2 separate regions of the Columba livia genome follow, and region 2 is linked to region 1. A link is a contact called in public Hi-C data. All regions are on one chromosome and are shown on one strand. Each heading gives the region's core, a stretch centred on a gene start, on an enhancer-like site or on the middle of the called end of the contact. The rest is flanking DNA. Distances are from core to core; before and after follow the strand shown.

Region 1 (2,700 bases), core at 38-2,537:
ACGAAGGATAGTGAGAAAACATATTACTAATACGGCAAGGCAAGGTTGAGCAATGCATTCCTGTCCAAGACCCTTCTGCTGTTTTAACTGGGATTCAGTTATTCTGTCCAAGACTCTACAGCAAATTAACTTTGTTTCTTAAAGAGGTTCAGTAAAAATAGCTCAACCACTGCCAAGGATGAGGTCAGGGAAAAAAATCGGTCCCTTGCCAATGTAAAACAAACCCCAGCTCCCCTCAGCACCATTTAATGAGATGTTCTAGTCCTGCCGTGCTTTGGAATGGATATTTGAAGTCTGGCAGTGTGTCCTAGCAGGAAAAAAGGTATCCTTTTTCTATACTTTTCAAACTGCCTGCATGTGGATAAGCCATAATTTGAAAAAAATAGTTTGTATGCGAAAAATCACAGACTTATTACAGCTGGGAAGCCAGAAGCTCAGGATATTTGGGTTGCGCTGAGCGGGCTGCAGGCAGGGGCTGAGCAGGGGCTCTGTGCCCCCCGCTGTGACCGAAACCTCGAGTGGGGTGCAGGCGGCTGGAAAATCAAGGACGAGTTTGAGTTAAATGCTGAAGTCGTGAGAGCTGGAGTGAGGAGGAGAGGGGTGAGTCCTGTGGGGCAGAGCGGAGGTGAGAACAGCAGCGGCGCTGCCACGGAGCCCAGGTACGGTCGCTCTGAAGCCGGGTGCTCCCCTGCCGGCTGTCAACGGCTGCCCGAGCGGAGGGGTGAGCGTTGCTGTCGGCACTGGCTGCGGCGCTGCTCCGGTTTTAGGGCGAAGAGCCGGCGGGACCCGCAGTACGAGAGGACAACGATCCCTGCGCTTCCCGGACCCGTCGCGGTGCCCGTCCCGCTGACAGCTTCCCGCCCAGCGCTGCCTATAAACACACGGGGATTGGCTGCTCCGCCCGTCCGTCACCGCGTGTGCCACAGTCTTACTGGCTAACTCGCTTACTTATAACCCGTCCTCAAAGCCTGACCAGTGAAAGCGAGGCGCCCATAGCAACGCCCCTCTCTCTTTCTTCTCACTGGCTCCCGCTCTTGTTTTGGGAGCTGTTGTTGCTCTTTTGGTTGGACGATCGGCCTGCCTCTCAAGTGGCTCATGACCAATTAAAAAGGAGTACTCTCGTGGACTACCTGCGAGTCCCTCCGCTTGATTTCCCTTAATCCATTGGCCGAGGGGTGCCGTCCATCTAGCCCTGTCCCGCAACGATTGGCTGTTAGGGAGGGGCGGTGCTGTGGGCGGCTCGGCGGCGGCGCTCGCCGCGGGGGGGCGGACGCGTGAGGAGGAGGAGGCGGGGGCTGCGGGAGGAGGAGGAGCCGCGGTGATCACGGCCCCGGGTCCCGCAGCTGGGCTCTCTCCTCACATGGGGCCCCCTCGCTTGCCGCAGCGGCGGGGCAGACCCTCGCCGCGCTGCTGAGGGGCCGGGGCTTGGCTGCCGGTGGGGTATGCGGCCATGAGAGCCCGCGCCGCCCGCAGGCCCTGCTGGCGCCGCCGCTCAGGTAACGGCCGGCGCGCGAGGGGCTGAGCGGGGCGCGAGCGGAGAGCGGGGCGGGGGGAGCCCGCGCGGCCCCGGGGAGGCCCGTGCGGGAGGCGGCGGGGCGGGAGGCGGGAGCGCGCCGGGAAGGGCAGCCTGTCAGCGGAGGGGAAGGGGCGGCCGGCGGGGTCCCGCTGCTCCGCGCCCCCGGCAGCGCGGGGAGCTGAGCGATGTGTTTCGGTGAGCAGGTGTGCGGGGTTGCTGCGTTCGCCCCGGGGGTGAGGGGGAGCAGGGGCTGCAGGGCGCCTGAGCGCTGCGGGGAAAGCCGGCTGCAGAAACCCGTGCCCTGATCCGGGGGCAAGGGTCTGCCTGAGCACGGCTGGGAGCGCTGCCCAGCCACATGAGGATTGCCTCGAAAATGGTCACTTTGCCAAGAAGTGCGAAAGCTTTGGCTCCGGCTTTGCTATTTTAAGTGCTACCCTGTAAAAATACATGAATCATGTTTTAATGACAGGCTCGACTGTTCAGGTGTATGTGCATATATGTTTGCTTTATGGCTTTCAGATGAAAGGTGCTGTATAAATGCAGATGATCGCCCTTAATGTTGCATTCCTTTGAGGGTGGGAACCGTATTTGCATTAAGTATGGAGGACTTTCCGTTTATATATTCTGATAGATATGAAAGTTGATAGCTGAAATCTAAAATTTTGAGAGTACTGAATTGAATCTTATTTAAGTTTATGCCTTTCTTTCTGTCCCCCCAAAGGAGACTTGCAGCTAATGTTTAGGCTAATTTATGAGAAGCCTTTATGCTTCAACTGAAATGACTTTTTTTTTTAAGTAGAGATCAGAGTTCTAGTATATTTTATTGTCTGCAAGATCAACAGACTTACAGTTCCATGGACTTAATTAGACAGTGGAATTTACAACCTAAGATAAGACTTTTTTATGAGAAACTGATATGCCCAGTGGACTAGCCATAAACCTTTCCATTTAGTCATCATCTTTGGAAATTATTGTTGCATACCATATCCTGATAGGCCAATAAAAATGTCATTTTCTGAGTCTTGCAGAAGTATATGGTACAGCTTTAGACATGGCTGTGTAATTCCATTGTCCGTTTTGGTTTGTCTTCGTGTTGCATGTAAAACATGAGTAGCTTGAACCGAAGGCAAAGGGATGTGTTCCCTGTACCTGGTGGCAAGTGTGTGGTTTTTTTTTTACTTGGA
Region 2 (2,845 bases), core at 180-2,679, 66 kb after region 1:
ACATGCTTATGGAAGATACTTTGGAGCATCAGAAATGCAGCTTTTTCTTTTACAGACCCTTCATGACAACTGTAGTGAGCAGACATGCAGGCACATAGCTCCTTTAAGCTAAGAGTATTTCTTTTCTTCTACTCAGGCTCAATTGAAAAAGGACCAGGAGTAAAACGTTTGAGTTCCCTGGATGACAAGATCCCACCCAAGTCACCCCGTCCGCGTCGGAATATCTGGCTGTCACGCAGCCAGTCGGATATCTTCTCCCGCAAGCCTTCCAGGAAGATAAACGTGCAGGACCCCTACTATACACCAAATAAAGGGTTAGGCCGGAAAGTTAATCCCTTCAGTGCCCGAGAGGACCTCAAGGGAGGGAAAATCAAATTCTTTGACATGCCAAGCAAGTCTGTGATCTCCCTTGTGTTTGATTTGCATTCTCCAGAGGCAGGTGGAGGCCTGAAAGGCAGCCAGTCCCAGTTCCGGCAGGCATACAGCACAGACTGGCAAGAATTTTCCCTTCTCCCTGGGAGGAGGTGCAGATCGCTTCCACTCTCTCCCGAATTGCCGCACAAGGAGTATGGCCTGTTTGGGGGACTGTCTTCAACTGTCAGCAGGTGCGACCCAACCCAGCTAAGCACAGAGGTTCGGCAAAAACTCCTGAGTAGCAGTAAATATGGTGTGTCAGAGATTCCCCCCTTTCAAGCCAAGCCTCACAGGTCAGAATTTCTTTCTGTACCAGGACAAGAAGAGGATATGGACTGTTCAGATGGGCCAGTGGCCCAGGAGGAAAATGGGTTTTGCCCTATTGAGAACACGTGCAGAGATCCAGCCAGCGATCAACCATTAGTGCTGGCCCAGCCTGAGCCGCTGTCTTACAAAAAGCTCCCAGTTGAGAATTCAGTGAACTCTGAGGGACATGGCTCCTCACAAGTGTTCGTGGGTTGTCTCCCTTCTGAGGAGATGGAGGTGGAAGATGACCACCTGAAAAATACTCCACTAGAGTCTACAAAGCCTATGTTCAGCGTTAGTCCTTGCACTGAGCTGAAGAGAGAGGCATGGCCCTTCAGGGAGCAGGATGGGGACAGTCCTGCCCCGTCGTCTCAGATGTCCTCCAACATCTCAGCAAGTGGCACCACGCAGTCAGCTTGTGACATATGAAGAGAGGGCTCAAACTGAATGTGTCCATGAGGGAACACTTGTTCCCAGTTGCTTAAACTCGTGTTTTCTCTATAGTGCTGGGCTTCACATTTGAAAGAGGCTCCGCAGATGGTAGAAACTGGCTGTCAAACTGATAGCTGCAGACAGTGTCTGGAGAGACTGATTATTTCAACTTTATTTCAAACTGTGCTTATTCCCTTTCCTGTTTTGCATTAGGAGGGGGAACTGCTCCAGCCAGAACGGCCTTGTGGGCCCTGCAGCCCTTCCGAGAGGCAGCAGGCAGCCACCGTGTAAACAGTTTGACCAGGGTTCCAACATGAAGCATTTCAAGGCCTTAAGCTCCATGTTGGGTAGAAAGAGCGACCCTTAGGTTTTCCCTCTTCCTCTGACTGACCAGCTGCTCTAAACCACTGCAGATCTTGCATTAATATTCTGCAGCAGCACATAAGTCAGAGCCTCTATTTTAGAAATGGGCACAGAGATCTTTCAGAGCTATGCTGAGCAGATAGGAGTGTTCTCTGGTCCCAGAGCTGCTGTGAATGCTGTGGCAGCATTAAACAAGCTCTTCTTTCAAAAGCAGCAAAAAGAAAACCCCTCATGCTGGTTGCAATCTGCAAGCTGAATCACATGACAAATACTTTGCAATTAACAAGACAAATCTGTTCCCTGGTGTTTCGTTTTCCCGTGGGATTTGGTAATGATGTGTAATACATTAGTGCAGGAAAGCAGGATGTGTTAATCGCTGCTCCCCTTCTTGCACACCTTTCATGCACCTCAACTAGGAGGAGGATTTGCCCAGGGCACAAGAGGAGAACCATATTCCAGGCATTGTCATATCTGAGCTTCTGGAGGAACTGCCAGTGAACGCACCAGCTTTCAGGGGTGTAGGATCTTATCTCTGAAGAGCTGAATGGACATCATGATCTGTTGCTGCAGAAGAGTTAGTTAAATACCATATCTAGATCATAGTTGACTATTCCCACTAAGCTAGAAAGGTCACATTCACCTCCCTCTCTGGTGCGACATCCCATCTCGCTGATATCACTGCAGTAGTGAGGGCTCCTTATTTCAAACCAGACTGCGTGCTAGAGGACAGGAATCCCCGGCTCAGGGGAAGCGGCCAGCAGCGGTGCAGCCACACAAGTGCTCTTGGAGGACAGACAGCAGACTCATGGGAGAGCTTTGCATTGTCAAACTGAAGAAAATTAGCTTGTCCCAAATTAACTTTTTTTTCTTCTACAGAAGGAGGCTGTTGTCTTAATTGGCTTCTACTGGCACTGAACAGGCTGATTTTTGTTTTGTTTTGTTTTTCCCCTCTATCAGCAGGAACACATGAAAGAAGCAGTTGCATGAGCTTTAATGCTGCTTGCTGGAACCAGCATCAGAGTTCCCCACTCTGGGGTGTAATGTATGGGAAAGCTTAATCTGTGATGATGGCTGTGCCCCAGCCTGCCCTTTTCTGCTTCTGTCCCAACAACATGGGATTTTTTTTTAACCTGTATTATCATTCCTAAGTGAGGTATGCATTGCATGCCTGCTGAGCAGATGGTGATGCAGGGAAGACCAGAATTTCACCCAGGTAGCCTGTTACACTCTCTTCCTGCTCTCTCGTAAGGATGCAAAGTGTAAACTCTTCTCTGATGGAAGCAAGACTATTCCTACTCTTTTCCTATCAAAAAGGAGAAAGCCCTAGTCC

What was found. Hi-C and Micro-C count contacts between places; a contact is called where the count stands out from the background.
Region 2: a contact with region 1 is called in a Hi-C map of liver, with 5 times the contacts expected there. The contact joins the enhancer-like site here to the promoter of TESK2 in region 1. A contact is called at or near these places in 2 of 2 Hi-C or Micro-C datasets (crop and liver).

The regions. Positions count from the first base shown.
Region 1 is chr8:3,696,821-3,699,520 of bColLiv1.pat.W.v2, forward strand. It overlaps TESK2 (testis associated actin remodelling kinase 2), which reads left to right and starts at 1,288. Exons shown (of 11, transcript XM_065071530.1): 1 at 1,288-1,496. LOC135580077 (a long non-coding RNA gene) reads right to left here and starts at 1,183. Exons shown (of 2, transcript XR_010474213.1): 1 at 514-1,183.
Region 2 is chr8:3,762,527-3,765,371 of bColLiv1.pat.W.v2, forward strand. It overlaps TESK2 (testis associated actin remodelling kinase 2), which reads left to right. Exons shown (of 11, transcript XM_065071530.1): 11 at 137-2,845. The coding sequence ends at 1,149. Among named protein-coding and RNA genes, the nearest start is that of MUTYH, 9.1 kb to the right of the region's middle. Within about 2 kb of position 1,430, at least 1 of the 3 cell types and tissues checked has an H3K27ac peak away from gene starts, as active enhancers do.